2 separate regions of the Anas platyrhynchos genome follow, and region 1 is linked to region 2. Evidence: chromatin contacts called from public Hi-C data. All regions are on one chromosome and are shown on one strand. Each heading gives the region's core, a stretch centred on a gene start, on an enhancer-like site or on the middle of the called end of the contact. The rest is flanking DNA. Distances are from core to core; before and after follow the strand shown.

What was found. Hi-C and Micro-C count contacts between places; a contact is called where the count stands out from the background.
Region 1: a contact with region 2 is called in a Hi-C map of skeletal muscle, with 3 times the contacts expected there. The contact joins the promoter of ALKBH8 here to the promoter of SLC35F2 in region 2. A contact is called at or near these places in 3 of 8 Hi-C or Micro-C datasets (liver and skeletal muscle).

Annotation. Positions count from the first base shown.
Region 1 is chr1:190,437,935-190,442,989 of IASCAAS_PekinDuck_T2T, forward strand. It overlaps ALKBH8 (alkB homolog 8, tRNA methyltransferase), which reads left to right and starts at 2,059. Exons shown (of 12, transcript XM_027468357.3): 1 at 2,059-2,586. The coding sequence starts at 2,569.
Region 2 is chr1:190,304,771-190,310,074 of IASCAAS_PekinDuck_T2T, forward strand. SLC35F2 (solute carrier family 35 member F2) reads left to right here and starts at 2,368. Exons shown (of 8, transcript XM_038175734.2): 1 at 2,368-2,634. The coding sequence starts at 2,516.

The DNA of each region.
Region 1 (5,055 bases), core at 809-3,308, 130 kb after region 2:
CAAATGTGTTTGAATCCCTTCTTCTGTAAGCTATTTTGTGGGTTAGTCAGTGATGATATTGTTAACCATATGGAGATGTATTTTTACTTGTGGTCAATAAGCACGGTGTTATCTGTGGGAGGAATCTGTGCCCATGTTAACTGGCATTAGAAGGGACTGCACAGCCTTTCAGGGCTTAAATTGTAAAGGAAATGGTGGTTCTGATTTGACCAAAATAAGCCTATATTAAGAAAAAAACAAACAAGCAAAACAACAACAACAACAAAAAAACACATGGCCATTTCTTAACTGTATTACTTTTAATTGGTGGAATTTTCTTATGTGCAAATGCTGTTTATAGAAGTTATATTGATATGCAAATTGATACATTTACAATGGAAAAACTGAAAGATTATTCCAATATGCATGCTGAATTCTTCACTACTCTTAATCATAAGGGGATATTTCAAGAAAAAAAAAAGTACACAATATGTCTCTTCTTCCCCAGAAAGCAATTCTGAAGAGAATAAAGCCGAATAAACCCAAACGATGGCTGGAGAACATAGGATTAGGCAGCTGCCAGAACCTCTTGGTTTGTGCTCTGAAATGTAACATCCCACTAAGCCTATGTTCTATTTCTTACCTACCAGCAGTGAGTCCCAGTGGGATAAAACACACATAGACCGCCAAGTACAAGAACTGAGAGCCCACACAGTCAGGGCTTTGAATTGGAATGTGGGCACTTGAGAGAAACAACCTTTGGGCAGGTATTTTCCACTTGTCAGAACAAATGGTAATGAAGTACAAACTGAATTCATTAAAATCATCCTTTCAGTAGTTTTTGGGTTGCATGGTTTCCAGGGCTGAGAGCCTCACAGAATATCCTTATAGAGACAGCAGCTGCTGGCACTGCGTGGTTGTTCTTTCCCCTGTTCATTCTGGCTTATAAAAAGACCAGACACTGCTAATACTTAGTGTCTGCAAGGGTTAACAAGCTCCCCACCATACTCTCATTAGGTAGACATTTCATATCCATGCTGTATGTGTGAGAAAACTTAAGCATAAGATTTTTGCTATCACAATATCTCGTGAGGGTACACGTGGCCTGTGTGGGTCAAAGATGGAGAGTGATGTAGGGCCACGGACTGTGGTGGAAGGAAAGAAGTGTGGTGCCCTTTCTGACCAAATACTGTCTTCACGGGCTAGCAGATGTGCCCAATCAACTTCATATCCTCGGTGTGCTTGTACTATGGGATAGCTTTGTCTGCAGCACAGGTCATGGTATATACCCCAAGCAAAATATACCTTTTTCCCTGGGTAAGCACAGCCCTACCGAACTATATGGGGAGACTCTGAGTATAGATCTGGGACAAAGTCATGGAGCTGGCTTCTGACTGCAGGTCTACAAGGCTCATTGGCTGCCTTGCATACCACCCACCTGGGAATCCCACATCAAATTGATCTTGAAAAAGGTTAAATACCCACAGAGGAGGTTAAGAGAGAGAAAAGAAACCAGCCTGGTAGTTAAATAGAGAAAAAAAAATGCAGTTTTTAGATAATAAGCTATAGTGAGAATAGTGTGCTAATAGAAAAAAAGTAGGTAATGCCGAACTTCAGTGTTTTGGAGAAAAAAGGGGAAAGAGGTCATATGGTGGTGGTGGTGTAGCATGAGGCTAGATTAGTTTATGATGGCAGAGAAAAATGAAGGGAACAGAAAATTTAGGTGTTTTCTCTCTGACTCAGGGGATGATTTTAAGGCACAGTGAGCTGTGCAGATACTTCCTTCAGCAAGGCGCAGGTTGCTCAGCAGTGCAGTTTTACTGAGCAGGCTTAGTGGGTTTACTCATGAACAGAGAAGCAATGTGGGGAAATACAAACATTGGCTTAGTCTTCATGTGGCCTTAGCTTTATTGGGGTGTTTTTGCCTTCCTCTGCCTCTAGCACAGAGCTTGCTAAAGGTCATTTGATCAGCGCTGTCTGCAGCGGTGTCCTCTGTGGGCACTGACAACATTACAGTTCTGGGTGATAGCTCTGTGCCAGGTTTTGGGGTCCCAGCTGTAGGTAGGGTATACTGGATGGGTCTGGTCTGTTTTTTGTGTGTAACACTTTGTTTTGTGAAACAGTCCAGCACGAGGCCGAATGCTGCTGCTCCACTGGGGATGTGGGTTCAAATGTTGCTGTGCTTCTCCTGCCGCCTCAGAGTAAGAATTCACACACTGGAAAGTATTTATACACTGGAAGGAGGATGACGACGATCTTGTGCACTTCAGTGAGGAAAAACAACCGTGAATCTTTGACAGGAGACAGAAGGGGAGGGCGGCGGCCACTCCCCTCCCTCCGCACACCGCCCAGCCTCCCGGTCCCCGAGCACCGTGACACAGCCCTAGCCCATGCCAGCGCTCGGGAAAACCCATCAGAGAGCCCCGAGCACCGCCGTTTACGGGTGTCTTTTTTTCACCCAGCAGTATTTTTGCTCAGGAAAGGGTTCCCTCAGCCTTCGCCGGCCAGCAGGGACCCGTCCCGCTGGGCGGGCTCAGGGCGGGGCGCCGCCATGTCGGCGGGCGGAGCGGCGGGGCTGCCTGCCCCAAGATGGCGGCCGCCAGCCAGGTACCGCGCGGCGCCGGCTGGGGGAGAGGGGGGCAGCTCCCCAGCGGAAAGGGGGTGGAAAAGCGTGCGCAGATCCTTGTTGTCATTACTTTTACTATTTTTAAAAATAGCTACTATTTTACTATTTTTCACGCGTCCCCAGAGCCTGTAAATTTGAGGGAAATGGGTGGAAGGTTTAGGTGCTGGCTTTCAGTGGTGAAAAAGCGGTGGGGATAGCGACGGGGATCCGCTGGCGCTTTCAGGTGTTTTGAGGCGATGCTGGAACATCCAGGTTTCCCCATGAGAATTCTTGAATTTCATTTCTCCCACGAGTTTTGATGTCTCTATATATGCAGTGTCTGCCTACGTTTGTGTTTCGGTTTCCGGGGAACAAACCCGACCCCAATCCAGACGATAAGCTTGATAAGTGGGCGCAGCGCTCCCCCCGCTGGCAGCAGCCGCTCAGCTCCGCACACAGCAGCGGCCCCCGGGTGGCTGCTAAACTTTAAATTAACCCCAGTTGTAATGTCAGACCGGTTACTGATGCTGTAACCTGAGCTGGGATTGCGGGGGAGGTTGTTTCAGTGTATTTGCTCCATGCTTTTTTGTTTTTCTACCCCTGTAGTCATGTTGGGCTTTGTAAAGTGGGTCTGAGATGCCACCAAATACAGGTATATAGTTGCTTACAATTACATACAACTGAGCGTGGTTCCTTAACTCTGGAATTATGTCAGACTGTGGGGTTTTGAGGCTGCAGAACTGACTTAATGTAACTGACAAGGCAGAGAATTCAGGCTCAGTTCAGACACAGATGGAGAGAGGGTTGTGCTGTCCCAGCGAAGGCAGGTGGTGCTGTCTGAGATGTCTTTAGGGGTTGGAGACATCTGGGTGTTGTTGACAAGCATTACACAGCATTTGGGGAAAGTCTGCAGCTTTTTGAGCAGCAGCTGCAAGGCCAGGCAGCATGGGTTGGGGCTTCTCCACCAGCTCTAAATATTTTAGTTTAGGCTTCTGAGTTGTACCTTGCTTGGCCCTTGTATTGCTTAGTTCAGAGATAGTGAAAGGATATCAAGTAGTCTTTCAGCTACGGTTTCTGTGCTAGTTTGCCAAGTATTGGGCCATGACTTCTTGGCTTTTGCTTGGAGGATGTGGGAATTTGTAAGGACCTTTTGTCTGAGGCCTGACTAAACTCAGAGTTGCTTTCCCCTGGGATTGGATGGAGTCACACAGTGTATGGAAGTGTAGATACTTTGTAAGAGGCTTGATCTGTTCAATTCCACATCCTTTTTTTCCATCTGGGTCTCTTTTGTAGAGGCTTCCCAATAGCAATCTGTGTGGTCTGGGCAAAGTAGCTACATGCTTTTCCTTCTCGACCAGATTCGCATGGTTCCACAAAGTAAACCACCCCACGTTGTTACTGTTTCTGTCACCCTATCCCATCAAATCAAAGATGTCCCTATTATACTTTCTTTTAAAGTAACTTGAGGCTGCTTATCCCCACTGTTGAGAAGATGAGAACCTGCAGATAGTCAGTCAGTGAAGTTACTGGCCTCCTTTCACCCAAGTGTGGCAAGGAAGGCTAGCAGGCCAAGCCATTTGGACCAAATATGTCAATTGGGCATCCTGTTCATGGATGAGCTTGCTGAACAAGCCTGCAAATTGGATGAATCCTGGTAAGAGTGTTTGCTAACAAATTCAAAATGAAAACTAATCTTACAGAAGGATTGGTATATATATATAACCAATTGAGATTTTCAGCCTCTACTCTTTATGTTTCTGAAGTCATAAGAAATAATGATTTCAGTAGTCTCCTTTTTCAGAAACTGTTCCCTGTTACAGTTTATCACTAGGAAGATTTTCATACATTATTTGTATGTTGCATGTTAGCATGGTTATGCTTGATTTAGCTCTGAATAAGAAATTCCAGGAACAGGCAAAAGACTCGTAGTAGTAGGATGGATTATGGTGCTTAGTAATTGATTAGTTTCTTTGTCATGCTCAGGAGTATGTTTAAATTTTATGTGGTCAGGATCTCTGTAAAAATTCAGTAATTCTATTTGGCCAGGAAGTCAGGGTTCAGACTGTTATGGCCATGCATGTACCATCTCAGAGTTGATAGTGGGAATGTGACACGGTTTCAGGATAGAACTGTTAGAGCCTGCTATGCCGGTAACCTTCTAGGTTTGCCAGAAATTGTTGTTAATTTATTTGCATGTTGTTTTAATTCATTTGAGACTGCTGTAAAATCTACACTGATTTCACTGTTCACTGTGTTAATTGATGTACACAGTTAATTGATGTACACAGTTTTCTGTTTTTTCTCATGACAAGAGTGTGATTTACTTAAGATTTGGTCTTTGAAGGTGTGCTAAATGAGGTATGGAGCATCCTGATTCCTAGTCCTTGAGCATCAGTGTGTGCAAAAAAAAGCAATCTTTGCCAAACATTCACTTGGAAGTGTTAATTATGAAAAAGGAGGCTAAACAAGAA
Region 2 (5,304 bases), core at 1,118-3,617:
CACCATTTTTCTAAGATTATATTATAATGAACAAAATAAATTTCTTTATAGACAGTAATCCTCATATGTAGTATGCATAAAGAAGTGGAGAAAAAAATGTGTAAGAAATCATAATCTGACCATGAAGGACCTCTAGTGGTATAAATGCTTTTGATAAAAAAACTCACAATTTTGCTTGTTCATAATTTTATTAGGAACCACAGCAGCAGTTTCAGATTTTAAGTTCATCTACAATATTTTGTATATTTTGTGTTTCTTGCCGTAGATAAAGTAAAACCAGAAAATAGCAATATATGGTAAAGTGTCAGGGTGTACAATGGCACTTTGCTTTAAGTTCCTTGGAATTTAAATCAGATCCTGTCAACTTAAAAATTATGTTATTTGTTTTTACCTGCTATTATTGAAAATAATACACAAATAGCACAGTGAGAGAGAACAGATTGACTCCAGCCGTGGAGCAGATTTTGTTAGGAAGAAGCCAGGAGAGACTCCTCCCCCCACCTACTTTTATCACCTGCTGAAACTTAAGTTTGTCTTAGCAGCATTAACAGCTTGATCCAACACACTGAAGTCAAACTTTAACAAAAAGGACAAGAAAACAGATAATGATATGCGAGGTACATCTGAGTCTCATTTGTAATGGCTGTGCTAATACTTTTATATCCTCTCATCTGTATTTTTATCTTTTGAAAAGTAGCTACGCCATTACTTTTGGAGTATCCCCTAACCATTCTAGAAGATAACCAGCTGTGAGAAATACTTAGATTCTCAGTTCTTTCAATGAGACTTTGAAATAGTTTGACATAAATCTTGAATATACCTCATTTTTTAAAGAACTCTGCAAATACATTGCTAATAGTTCTTTACCCATGATTTTCAAAGTCAAAAGAGATGTATCCTATTTTAGAGGACCATTGAAAATCAAAATGCATCCTGAGTGTGGTTAAACTTAACCACTCGCCCTGGTAAAGACAGAGTAAACCACATTGTAGTGAGCCCAGTTGCTTTGGTAGATCTCCAGGAGCGGAGCTGTCACAGCTGAAGGAGGATGCACAGCCTTTGTGTTCACACACAAGTTTCTGCTTGTGAGGCAGCGCAAGGGAGCGATAATGCCAGTCCTGGGCTGAATGGGACATGTCTCTGTCACTGGCCTCACCAGCACCATGCAGCTCTGGTCACACCTGAGGTGAACACAGAACTGTGGTAAAGAGCAGGAGCCTGAAGCAGGAGTGCCTCAGCACGAAGTCATCGCAGAATCACAGAATATCCCGAGTTGGAAGGGACCCACAAAGATCACTGAGTCCAGCTCCTGGCTCCTAGATATCCCAGTATCTCTGTGTTCATGGCCATGCTTACCCACAAACCATACAATTTTCCAAAGACAGTGAGTTTGTTACACCAGAGCAGCCCCCAGGTGTGGGGCAGCTGCAGCCTACCTGGATTGTTGAACTCCTAGTGTGGAGCTTAGGTGGAGACCAAAAGCACCAAACCCATGATTCCCCATCGCTGGTGAATCTGCAGCAGATTGCAAATATATGACAAATAAAATGAAAGGCAAAGATAATAGTACCTCAGTTGTAGGGATCAGATATGACAACATGTGTAGTGGATGATAATTCTTCTATTTTTTAATCTTACTTTGAGAGTACTTGAGAGTACTGTGTTCAGTTTTGGGCCCCTCGCTACAAGGACATCGAGGTGCTCGAAAGGGTCCAGAGAAGGGCGATGAAACTGGTGAGGGGCCTGGAGAACAAGTCCTACGAGGACCGGCTGAGGGAGCTGGGCTTGTTCAGCCTGGAGAAGAGGAGGCTCAGGGGCGACCTTATTGCTCTCTACAGATACCTTAAAGGAGGCTGTAGCGAGGTGGGAGTTGGTCTGTTCTCCCACGTGCCTGGTGACAGGATGAGGGGGAATGGGCTTAAGTTGTGCCAGGGGTGTTTTGGGTTGGATATTAGGAAGAATTTCTTTACTGAGAGGGTTGTGAGGCATTGGAATGGGCTGCCCAGGTAAGTGGTGGAGTCACCATCCCTGGAAGTCTTTAAAAGACGTTTAGATGTAGAGCTTAGGGATATGGTTTAGTGGAGGACTTGTTAGTGTTAGGTCAGAGGTTGGACTCGATGATCTTGAGGTCTCTTCCAACCTAGACAATTCTGTGATTCTGTGAGAGCTGTGGGTGAAGAGGACGAGGGCAGGGTTAAATCTTTCTGGATGCAGCTCATCAGTGCGAACTGGAGACTTGGAGGAGCTGCGGCAGAGATCACTTCAAACCTACGACTCTGGGGTAACTTGGTCCCAAGGAAGGCAGAGCTCGGGCACTCCTGCCACACACACACGAATCCCCACAACCCTCCCGCCTCACGACGAGCCATGCCCCGCCTGGGGGCGGGCGGCTCCTCGGCGGGCACAAAGCTGGGCCCGGCCTCTAGCGAAGGGAAAGCTGGGCCAGGGCCGGCAGGCAACGCTGCCGAGCTCCTTCCCTCACGGCGGGCAGGGGGCTGCGGGGCAGCGCCGCGCCATGGAGCCTGCGGGGGCCGGAGCCGAGGCCGGGGCTGAGGCGCCCCAAGGGGCCGCCGCTGCTGCTTCTCCTCCTCGGCGCCGGCTGCTGGCGCAGCTCAGGGCCAAGCTGTGCACATGGTGAGTCGGCAGCTGCCGGCCTCCACGTGGAGCCGGGCTGCTCGCCGAGCTGCTCGCCGAGCTGCTCAGCCCCATCGGGAACGGGGAGGAGGCTGCGGGGCTTCGGGGGGGATCGTGGGGGGGAGCGGAGCCCCGCTGAGGGGAGCGCTGGGCTGCAGCTCCCGGCGTGGAGAGGGGCCGGGCTGCTCCGGGGTCGTTGGGTTGGGTTTGGTAGGTCTGTTTTAGTGTGATGTTTTGCTCTTTAGCCGTGCTTTTCTCTTTTTAGCGGCGTTGTGGCAAAGGGGGGTGGGGGGAGAGAGGTAACAGAAAATACCTGAGAGTGTGGAGCCCACAGAGACCAAGGTCTCCCATCCCCTTATCCCTTGAATCAGCTTGGGACAGAGCCCCTGAGATGTGTATCACCTCCGCTGGCAGCACTGGTAAAGCACAGAAAATTTGGGGGGAGAAGCCCACCGGGCTGTGCAGGTGCCGCATGCCTCCGTGTGCAGGGCAAGGGCTGCCTTCAGCGAGCATAAACCGCTTGTGAGAACTACCCCATGCCCACACGTTTTGCCTTCATTTGGAGGGGATCTCTGTTTAAAAACCTTTTTAGGGCTGCAGGTGAGTCTCTGTGAAGTCCTCAGGTACCCTCAGCTGACAAGCAGGACGTTTGCTGTCCTGCCAGCATCACACTTAACACCTGAACCTCACAGGGCTGTGTGTGGTCAGGTACAGACCCATTCCCGAGGGTAAAACCCGCCTTTCTGTTCTTGGTTACAAGCTTTTCCTCTTCCAGTTCCTCCTGCATGCCAGGAATTCCTCAAAAGGCAGGATAGGACTGGAATTAGGAGCTCAGGAACCTCACCTGTACTAGTGGTTTTGCCAAAATGTTGCCAAAGGGCTGTACTGAGCCTGTTGCTGGTACTTGAAAGAAAATAAGTAGCTCTCGCTGACTTCTGCAAGGTCCTCTCTGAGTTACTGAATTTAATTTTATTTTTTTTTCCAGGTGGTTGGAGGCTCAGCCACCTGAGATTTCTTAGAAGCCTGAGTATACGGAGGTTTGATGCTTGTATGTAATAAATGAGCTGGACTTTTTTTTTTTTTTTTTTTTTTAATACATGGGGAAAAAACATAGGTAGTATACTTTCTGGTTCTTGAAGCAAAAGTTTTTTGTTTTTTGTTTTTTTTTTTTTCTTCCAGTTCCTTACCTTTTACAAATTAAATTGACCTCGATTTCAAAGTAGAGTATTAAAACACTGAAAAGTGTAACTCTGGAAAAAACCTTTTTCTCTCCTGAATTATCTACTCATCATATTGGAATATGGCTTCAGTCTGAACCTGTATTTTTGTATATCAATTCACATGGCAATGTGGGATTGTTCAAATGAAAGTCTGTCTCCTTTTTGTTTTTCTTGTTCAGGAAGGGGTCAGTAGTAGTAGTAGTAGTTAAAGTTGAAATGTGAGTAAGCTGTCTACGTGGAGTGTTGCCAAGTGTTACCTATTACTGTTTAACTTCTGGCATAAATAAATTTTAATTACTGAAAGGAAAGCAGTATTTGTTTTAACTGGGGAAAAAAATTAGATTGAAATCATAGGGTTTATTAAAATAGCCACTAAAACTGTTAACAGTGGGCCTAACAGATTTTCTTTGACTTCCTCAGATACAGACTCTCAGTATATTTTAGTATCCTGGGGTATTTTTCCTCTGCATTTCACATAGAGCCACAGAAAGCCACTCTACCTTTCTCATGGTGTTGAGAGCTGCACCCTGAATAGGCTTGGTCAGCACTGGCCTCTGTGGGAAATCATCATATGTTCTGCAAATTCAAGGACTCAGCTGCTTACAGGTATAGTCAGATAAGATACGCTGTTTAAATGGAGAGGAGAAATAATTACTGAGTAGCTAATTATCAAGCAGTAAAAAAAACAAAGTACCCTCATAAAAAAAATAATACAACAACAGAACAAAAATACTACCAAAAAAATAAGCTATAAAACTAAAAGGCCATTTCAGACCACTTACCTTGCGTCACCAGAGTCCCAAGTGTTTTAGTCCTTACCAATGCATTTAAAAACAAACAAACAAAAAAAAAGGCAGAGAGGACCAATTTCTGGCATGGCAAAGTTAATATATTTTAAGAAAAGGTGAATTATTAATAAGAATCACAGTAATCAATAGTCATGTCAATACGAGAATGAAGGGAAGCATGTCTCTGAAGCGTTTTTCCCATGAGAAATTGTCTTGCAAAAGGAAACCAATAGGATTTAGTTTACTCTGAAATTTTTTGCAGAGGAACACTTTGTGGAAAGGTTTGCTCATTTGTTGCTGGAATTTGGTGAGCACTGAATTCCTAAAGCTCAAGTAAAGCACCTGAGCACACGTTTAACATGAGCAACCTTACTGTGTCAAATCTCTGCCTCGCTGCCACGTCACACCACAGGTACCTGTAGGCATCCTGCTTGGAAGAAGTTCACTTTGATACCTGGATAAACAGAGTGAGGAAGACGTGCTGCTGCTTCCTGGCAGGTGTGCACCTCGTTGTGGCACAGAGCATCCATGCAAGAGGCCCACATTGTATGCGTGGCTGAGAAAGCTGCCAGAAATACAGTGTTTTGGGGTTCTCAGGATGTTTTTTGAGGATGGACTTCCACCGTTGGTGAGCAGTGTTTGTATTTGCATCATTTGATCTC